Regions from separate parts of the Ovis aries genome. Here region 1 is linked to region 2. A link is a contact called in public Hi-C data. All regions are on one chromosome and are shown on one strand. The core of a region is the stretch at or near the end of the contact, and the rest is flanking DNA. Distances in the headings are between cores, read along the strand shown. Region 1 holds the start of CILK1 (ciliogenesis associated kinase 1). Region 2 holds the start of GSTA1 (glutathione S-transferase alpha 1).

Region 1 (4,273 bases), core at 1,746-4,245, 140 kb before region 2:
TAGGTCATCGGGTCTCCGAAGGCCAAACTCGACCTAGTGTTCGGTTCAGAGAACGTATGTAAACTTGCTGCTGCTGCTGCTGCTAAGTCGCTTCAGTCGTGTCCGACTCTATGCGACCCCATAGACGGCAGTCCAGCATGCTCCCCGTCCCTGGGATTCTCCAGGCAATAAGACTGGAGGGGGTTGCCATTTCCTTCTCCAATGCGTGAAAGTGAAGTCGCTCAGTCGTGTCCGACTCTTAGCGACCCCATGGATTGTAACCCATCAGGCTCCTCCATTCATGGGATTTTCCAGGCAAGAGTACTGGAGTGGGGTGCTCAAACTTCGAGTTAAGACCCTCAGGCAAGCGGTCCTAAGGCATCGAATTGGGTGTTCGGGATGGTCGCTACATGGTTCTCGGCGACAGTGGCTAGAATCCCAATCCAGGACTGCAAGGAAACAGTGGAATTCCGCTATCGTAAGGCTGTCATAATTACTAAGCTTCTCAAAGACACGGTTCTGGAGGTTGAGAAAAAGAGGCGCTCAGGAAAAAAGCAGGAGAGAAAACTTAGCCCCCACCCCTCGCAACGGACGTCGCACTGCAAACCCCATCATGCAACGCGAGGAGGACGCTGGGGCTCTACAGTCCCGATAGACTGAGGCGACGGCTCCCGTGGCACACTGGGATTTGTAGTCAGCCGTTCCACGTAGAGCGCCTGTAGTCATACGCTATTCTGGCTCCGCCTCTTAAAGCCCAAACGGGATTTCACTTCCGCAGAAGGCATTCCGGTTTGGCTGGCGGTATATTACTTTCCAACACTTGACATTGTTTTAAATACTGACTTTGGCATGCTATGTGTAAACCTAGCCTTGGACCGTCTTACCTTCTTTCAGCGAATATTTATGGAGTTTCTGAGGTTTCTACTAGGTGTGGGTTACTAGCAGTCACCAGGTTTCCAAGACCCTACTCGTGATTGCACGAATTCTCAAGTTTAAATCTCTTATCCGTTATTTTATTCTGTTTATTTAGATCTTAGTAATGCAGTACATTTTTCTGCAGGAAAACAGAGGCAAAAGAAAGTGAGGGGTGCAGAATGGTGAGCTACATTATGTAAGCCCCAACTACTGTCGTTTAATATTAGGATCCATCGTTCTGATGGGTATGTTTTCATTTGCCTAAGTCAGCTACCTGTAAAAAGTACATTCTTACTTAAGGGAGACTAAAAATTTACCAGTTTGTAGTTTTTAAAGGAGACTCTAGGGCTTAGGTCTTTAAATGATGATTTTCCACCCCATGACCTCTTCTAAATCATATTTTGAAATTAAAATGGGAGAAAGACTAGATGTAGTCAAGAAGTAGAAGGAAATGCTATATGTGATTCATGAATACAAAAGATCGGTTTTGCAAATGAGGAATGGGATATTGAAATATTTTCAAAACTAGTCTATTTCATTAAACTGGTTGAAGGCTCATGACTTTATTTCTATTATTCTAGTAAATAATAAAGTTTAATAAAATAATTAGTATTTGTAACAATAAATTGAGCATCTACTTTATTAAAATGCTGTTGTTATCTTAAAATTTTAGATAAGTATCCTCTCTATCCACTGAACCTTTTTACAGGGTTGTATTATTTCATCATATTATGTAATACTCACATGGTTATAATTTTCCCTAGGCTAGGACTACTGACCTCAGCCACTTACTAGCCCAGTGGACCCTTGTTAAAGATCAGGACAGTCCATCTGCCAATTGCTTGATCAACTGAGTTTGACTAAAACTGATCATTTTAAATACTTCAAAAATCACTTTTCATGGGGATGGTTATATGATTTGTTAGGCTGCCTCCTGTCTCCATATCTTTTCATTGATAATGACTTTCAGTTCTCATTTGCCATATGTTTTGGGTGTTATGTAGGTAAACATGAGTGTAGATAAATGTTATACAATTGCCAAGTGGACAGATGACCCTTTCCCATTTGGGACAGGAAGTCTAAGGAAGCTTGGCAGTCTTGTATCTTGTTTCTTCAACAGAAGCAAGAGAAAAGAGGGATTTGGGCCTTTTGCATAGATTCTTTTTGGAAATAATTTTTTCAGCTCTTAGAATTTAAAAACAAAGTGAGAGAAAACTGATATGAGCTGGGAGATCTAAACTCAGAGAAAGGATTACTGCTTTATTAATTTAAATTGTGTTACTTAGGGCAGTGTGTTTCTCCCGATCTGGGGAGAGGACCCAGCAATCTGTTTTCACAAGCTCTTGGGGGTGATTCTAATGCTTCCAGTTCAAAGTGTGAGAACCCTTGGCTTGGGGCAATTATGTGAATTTAAAACGAGGACCTCAAAGCAATTTCTTTTTTCAAAGTGGTTCAGAGCCAGTCTTCACAGGGATGATTTGCTTTTGGAATATAACTAACGACACAAGTGATGGCGTTTAAGCAGTGTTAAATTTCAAATAACTAGTTACACCCTGAGACCAATCTGTAGAGCGTTACCTAGTGTGTTTTCCACCTGAGTAACAATCCAGTTTTCCAAACTAAAGTTGCTCACAACATAAAAACTCTTGGAAGTCCCAATGGATGCTAACACGCAGTCTGGTTTTTATTTTAAATATTTTTTATTATGGTTAAGTATGATGCAATTTGCCATCTTTAACCACGTTTCGGTGGCATTACAGATATGTTTTTTAAAGCCAGGAAAGCGTGTCCACGATGATCATCTGTAATGGGATGTCCGAACGTGCATCCTCGGCCTGCATCTCTCCATCCTGATGCCCTAGGCGGCCGTGTGGAGCTGGAGAGCTCCTCGGCGGTGGGCGGGACACAGGGCCCCTGGGCTACCGCGGGCCCGGGTGGAGAGCCGATAGCGCGGCTCGGCGCCCCAGGCGGTCCGGCCGCGGTGCAGGGACGCGCGGGGCCAGCGAGGGGAGCTGCAGGGTAACTTTTCCCAGGGAAAGCGACCGGTCGTCCCCACCACAAGCCTCTCAGCCTTTTGTTTGTTTTCCTGCCGGAGGCTGGAGAGCGGCCGGATCCCCGCTGCTCACCATGCGCCGGGCGGCCCGCGCCCCTCGCCGGCGCCCCCGGGCGTCCCTGCGCGGACCCCTCGGCCCGTCCTAGCGGGGGTCGCCCTGACAGGCTTCAGCTCCCTGGCCGGCCCCGCGCCTGCCCCTCCGAGGAACCGCGCTCCCCGCAGGGGCGGGCCCTCGCCTGTGCCGCGGCGCCGGTAAGTGGGGTCGGGGATGAGGGGCTTCCGCCGGGTGACCTGTCACTGGGGTGATGGACCCGAGCCGCGAGGGTCCGCACCCCACCCCCTGCGGTGGCCCCACGAGGGAATGGAGGGCGAGAGGGAGGCTCTCGGGTTGTAGTGTTTCTCCGCGGTCCTGTGGGTCTCTCCTTCTGGGTAGAAAAACTCCCATTTCCTCCGAGTCTGGAAGATTTTTGCTGGGTGTTTACCTTTTAGCGTTAAAGGAGGGGAAAGATCCCGGCCGGATATGAAGCCCCTTCAGTAGAAGGTGGAGGGACTTGCTTTTGGAATTCACCCGACTAGGCCTTTGGCTGTCCCGCAAGGGGTCTGAGCAAATCTTCACATATTTCTGTGCAACCATTTTTCACTGGGTTTCTTTCTGCTCTGATTTCTTTCTTACTAATCTTAGTAGATGTTATGAGAGACATGTTGAAGGATTTTTCAGAACCGCCGTTTCTTTTGAAATGCACCTTTTAAAGTTTGACAGTAGCATTGAGGGCTTTTACTTTTAAATAAAAAAGTAGCTGAATGCCTTATTTTTCGGAAAAGAGTATTCGTTTCCACTTATAACTAAATAAAGAACTGCTCTTGCTGAAGCTGGATTATAGAGAGAAAATATCACCCTGAATTTTGCATCCAGGGCTAGATTTCTCTAAGGTATTGGCACTTGTGTTTTTTATTTTAGCCTGGAGCACTTTTTGTACAGTTTGATAGCTAGAGTTTTCATTTCTCACATTTTCCAGTGAGTGGGTTTTCAGGATGTGCCTCCAAAGTGAATTGTACTATTGCCGAATATAAAATTAAACCGAGTTTTAAATTTGTGTAGTTAACATATAAATTATTAAGAAGAATTTGTGCCTGAACCATATGTTAGCTGTGCTAGAAGTTAATGTATTCATAAATATGCACATTTGAAATAGTTTCTGAACAAAGCACTGCAATTTGGTAAAGAATTTGGCCTTCCTGTCTGTTTGAGAACAAGTAATTGTGGGTGTAGAAATAAGAGCCGTGTTGGGATTCTTTATTTAAAATAATATACCACTGCTTGCTCCC
Region 2 (3,929 bases), core at 169-2,668:
TAATTATTTCATGGGATTCTTGTGAGGATTAAAGATATAATGTATTCAAAGTGGTCAGCATTCAGTTCAGTTCAGTCGCTCAGTTGTGTTCGACTCTTTGTGACCCCATGGACTGCAGTACACCAGGATTCCTTGTCCATCACCAAATCCCAGACCCTACTCAAACTCATGTTCATCGCGTTTGTGATGCCATTCAGCCATCCCATCCTGGGTCATCCCCTTCTCCTCCCGCTTGCAATCTTTCCCAGTATCAGGGTCTTTCCCAATGAGTCGGTTCTTCGCATCAGGTGGCCAAAGTATTGGAGCTTCAGCTTCAGCATCAGTCCTTCCAATGAATATTCAAGACTGATTTCCTTTAGGATGGACTTGTTGGACATCCTTGCTGTCCAAGGGACTCTCAAGAGTCTTCTCCAACATCACAGTTCAAAAGTATCAATTCTTCAGTGCTCAGTTTTCTTTATGGTCCAACTCTCACATCCATATATGACCACTGGAAAAACCAGCCTTGACTAGATGGACTTTTGTTGGTAAAGTAATGTCTCTGTTTTTTAACATGCCGTTTAGGTTGGTCATAGCTTTTCTTCCAAGGAGCCAGCATCTTTTAATTTCATGGCTGCAATCACCATCTGCAGTGATTTTTGAGACCCAAAAATAAAGTCTTTCACTTTCCATTGTTTCCCCACCTATTGGCCATGAAGTGATAGGACTGGATTCCATGATATTAGTTTTCTGAATATTGAGCTTTAAGCCAACTTTTTCACTCTCCTCTTTCACTTTCATCAAGAGGATCTTTAGTTCTTTTTGGCTTTCAGCCATAAGGGTGGTGTCATCTGCATAGGTGAGGTTACTGATATTTTTCCCAGCAATCTGATTCCAGCTTGTGCTTCATCCAGCCTGGGATTTCACATGATGTACTGTTTATATAAGTTAAATAAGCAGGGTGACAATATGCAGGCTTGACGATTTGGAACCAGTCTGTTTTTCCATGTCCAGTTCTAACTGTTGCTTCCTGACCTGCATACAGATTTCTCAGGAGACAGGTAGCATTGGGGCAGGAATATTAGGAGTTTTGCAATAAATACTAGTTCTCTAATCTTTTTCCTCCCTGACACCGACCCATGCATCCATATCACAGACTCACCTCTTAGCCTGCCAAAAAAATCAGATTTTACCCAGCATAGACTGGACAGTGGTTTGGTGGAATTTCCCACAGGTGGCTGTTGAGAGTGGGAATTTGGGCTAAGGAAGACGTTCCAGGGACTCTTCCAATTGCCCTGAGGGAGGCCGACTTTTCAGCATAGTTGGTGCTGTTCAGCCATGTATCATAAAGGCGTTAGCTTCTATGCTTTTATTCTTTGTTAATTCATTGATGCATTTGTTGGTTCATTAAGGGCTACAGGAACCAAGAGACTGCACCATGGCAGGGAAGCCCATTCTTCACTATTTCAATGGACGCGGCAGAATGGAGTGCATTCGGTGGCTCCTGGCTGCGGCTGGAGTGGAGGTAGGTTTCATCTCCAGTTGGATCGAAATTGACCGTGGGTGCCTAGTCAGTCACTCAGTCGTGTCCAACTCGTTTCGCTCCCATAGGCCAGAGCCTGCCAGGCTCCTCTGTCCCTGAGATTCTTCAGACAAGAATATTGGAGTGGGTTTCCATTTCCTACTCCAGGGAAACTGACCATATCAAACTACTTTTCCCACAGAGGAGATTTTCCTTATTAAATGATCTGCTAAGAATTTTGCTTTAAAAACATTTATTAAGTATTAGATTAAGAGATTTTCATTGATATTTCTTCTTCTCAAGGACAATAGAAAACAATAGAAAATAAATTTGTGTTTTTATTTGTTTTTGGCTGCGAGGCTTGCAGGATTTTAATTCTCTGACCAGAGATCAAAAGCAGGCCCACAACAGTGAAAGCCCATCTCTTAACCACTGAACTGTCAGAAAATTTCCTGAATTTTGATTTTTAAAACTGTAAAATATTTATTACATTCATGCAACAATTAGAAATATGAATATTAAATGTCAATTTATATTAATAATTATTGTTAATATGTCAGGCATTTTAATGTATTGTGGTCAGTTTTAAAATAAGTTTAGTGAACTAGTAATATACCATGAAGTATTTAAAGATGAAATATATAATATCTGGGATTTGTTTCAAATTATTACCAGGGACAGGGGGGTAGGCATATGGATGTCTTGGGATTGGGTTGAGCCGATAATTACTGAAGCTGGTGGAAATTTACAAGGAGCATCATTGTATTTTTTATTTTGTGCATGCCACGAATTTCCATAATAAAAGACAAAAATATACGTATTAGAAGATAAATGTAATTAAAGTTAAAACCTAAACCAGAAATATAGAGCAATGCAGATTGTAGCAAACTGCCTGTTGGATTTAATGCGTTCCCTCAGCAATGAATTTGTTGGGCACCTTGAAGTGCCAGGTTTCGTGCCAGGTCCTAGAGATACATGAATCGTCAAGACCGACACAGTCCCTACCCTCAGGCCACTTGCACTCTAGTGAGGATGCTCACATGTATGTGGGTGATTAGAAGAGGAGTGGGAGCACCTGGGAGGATACCGAAGACTTGAGTGTAAAAACTCCATAGTCTCAGTAGTAAATGGATAGGCTTCTGTGCAACTCTGCTGAGTGCTGCCCTCTAGAGGTGTCACTCAGAAAAGCACTTCTAAGCTCAGGTCAGAGGGAGCCAGCAACTCTGTGAGGGTTTCCCGGGGAGGGAGTCATGGGCGAAATTCAGAGATCTGGTCCCTCATCGGAGACTAGTAAAGGAGGACTTCAGGTGAGGTGGCGTCCTGCAAAGGGAACCTCTAGTGTGCTCCCTTAGCTTCCTAAAACATGTTTACCTAAGCCTCAGATTATACTTTCCCAATTGCTTCAGGAATGCAGGGCAATTTAGCTTGGTCCGTTTTCAAGTGTGTAAAGAAACAAGTACACAGAAAATTCCAACACTGCCATTCCAGGTGGTTTCATTTCTATAAATCAACAACCAACATTTTTCCCTACGGTTCAGCCTTGGGGTTCAAGGATGTGTTCCGAGTCCCTGGGCGGGATGAGTTCAGCACAGGACGGTGAAGAAGGGGGAGACGATGAGAGCATCCAGGCTTCCTCTTGTCCAGCCCAGCCTGAAGGAGGAAGGTGTGGGGCTCGACTGACCAAAGAACGTTGGAATTCTGGGTTCTCTGGGCCCAGAGCCTGATCCTCACAACCCCATTCATCTCCATCAGTTTCACAAGAAACAGCTGACCAGCCAGCCCCTTCTCACAATGACTACCCATCCGTCACCTCTCAGGGTTGTCTTGAACTGGGTGCTTTATAAATTGTTGCCCACACACTCACTATCTGTATGGTCTCACCCTATGGGATCATTTAGATCCACAATAAACTAGTCCACTGAGTCAGTTAGAAATCCCCAATTCTCAAACTTTTCACAATCAAGACCCTTGTTTACAATAAAAAGTTGAATGGAGGGAGGTAATATATAGTAGAGGACCCCAGTGGCAGCCTCTAAGGGAGTCAATGGCCCCATGGATACCCCATGCTAGGGGACACCCCAAAATCCTGTCCTGATCTCACAGGGAGAGAAAGGCTTTCCAGGTACATTAAAACTCCATAACTAGAACTTCCCAGTCCCTTCCCTCCAGTGATATTCCCCTCCCCCCATATCATTACCTAATCACTGAGAGAGGTGGGGACACGGTAGAGGTGAATTAACCTGCAAAATAAGCAGTTACTTGCTGCAACCCATGCTTTTATCTTGGTGGCTCTAATCTAAATCTCCAAATGGCCTTGATCACTGTCCTCTGTGCATCTGCCGAACTTGGAAATCCTACAGTGTCCATAGTGGGCACCAGACACAGGCCATGCAAGTTCAGCAATGCTATGGAATAAAGTAACAAAAAC

The links. A called contact is a pair of places that touch in the nucleus more often than the background predicts.
Region 1: a Hi-C map of tail adipose tissue shows a contact between it and region 2, with 2.3 times the contacts expected there. The contact joins the promoter of CILK1 here to the promoter of GSTA1 in region 2. A contact is called at or near these places in 3 of 16 Hi-C or Micro-C datasets (blood, muscle and tail adipose tissue).

What each region holds. Positions count from the first base shown.
Region 1 is chr20:24,942,869-24,947,141 of ARS-UI_Ramb_v3.0, reverse strand. CILK1 (ciliogenesis associated kinase 1) reads left to right here and starts at 2,995. Exons shown (of 14, transcript XM_027959201.3): 1 at 2,995-3,199. It overlaps LOC132658305, which reads left to right and starts at 2,995. Exons shown (of 2, transcript XM_060403712.1): 1 at 2,995-3,199.
Region 2 is chr20:24,798,697-24,802,625 of ARS-UI_Ramb_v3.0, reverse strand. It overlaps GSTA1 (glutathione S-transferase alpha 1), which reads left to right and starts at 1,418. Exons shown (of 6, transcript NM_001114766.1): 1 at 1,418-1,504. The coding sequence starts at 1,418.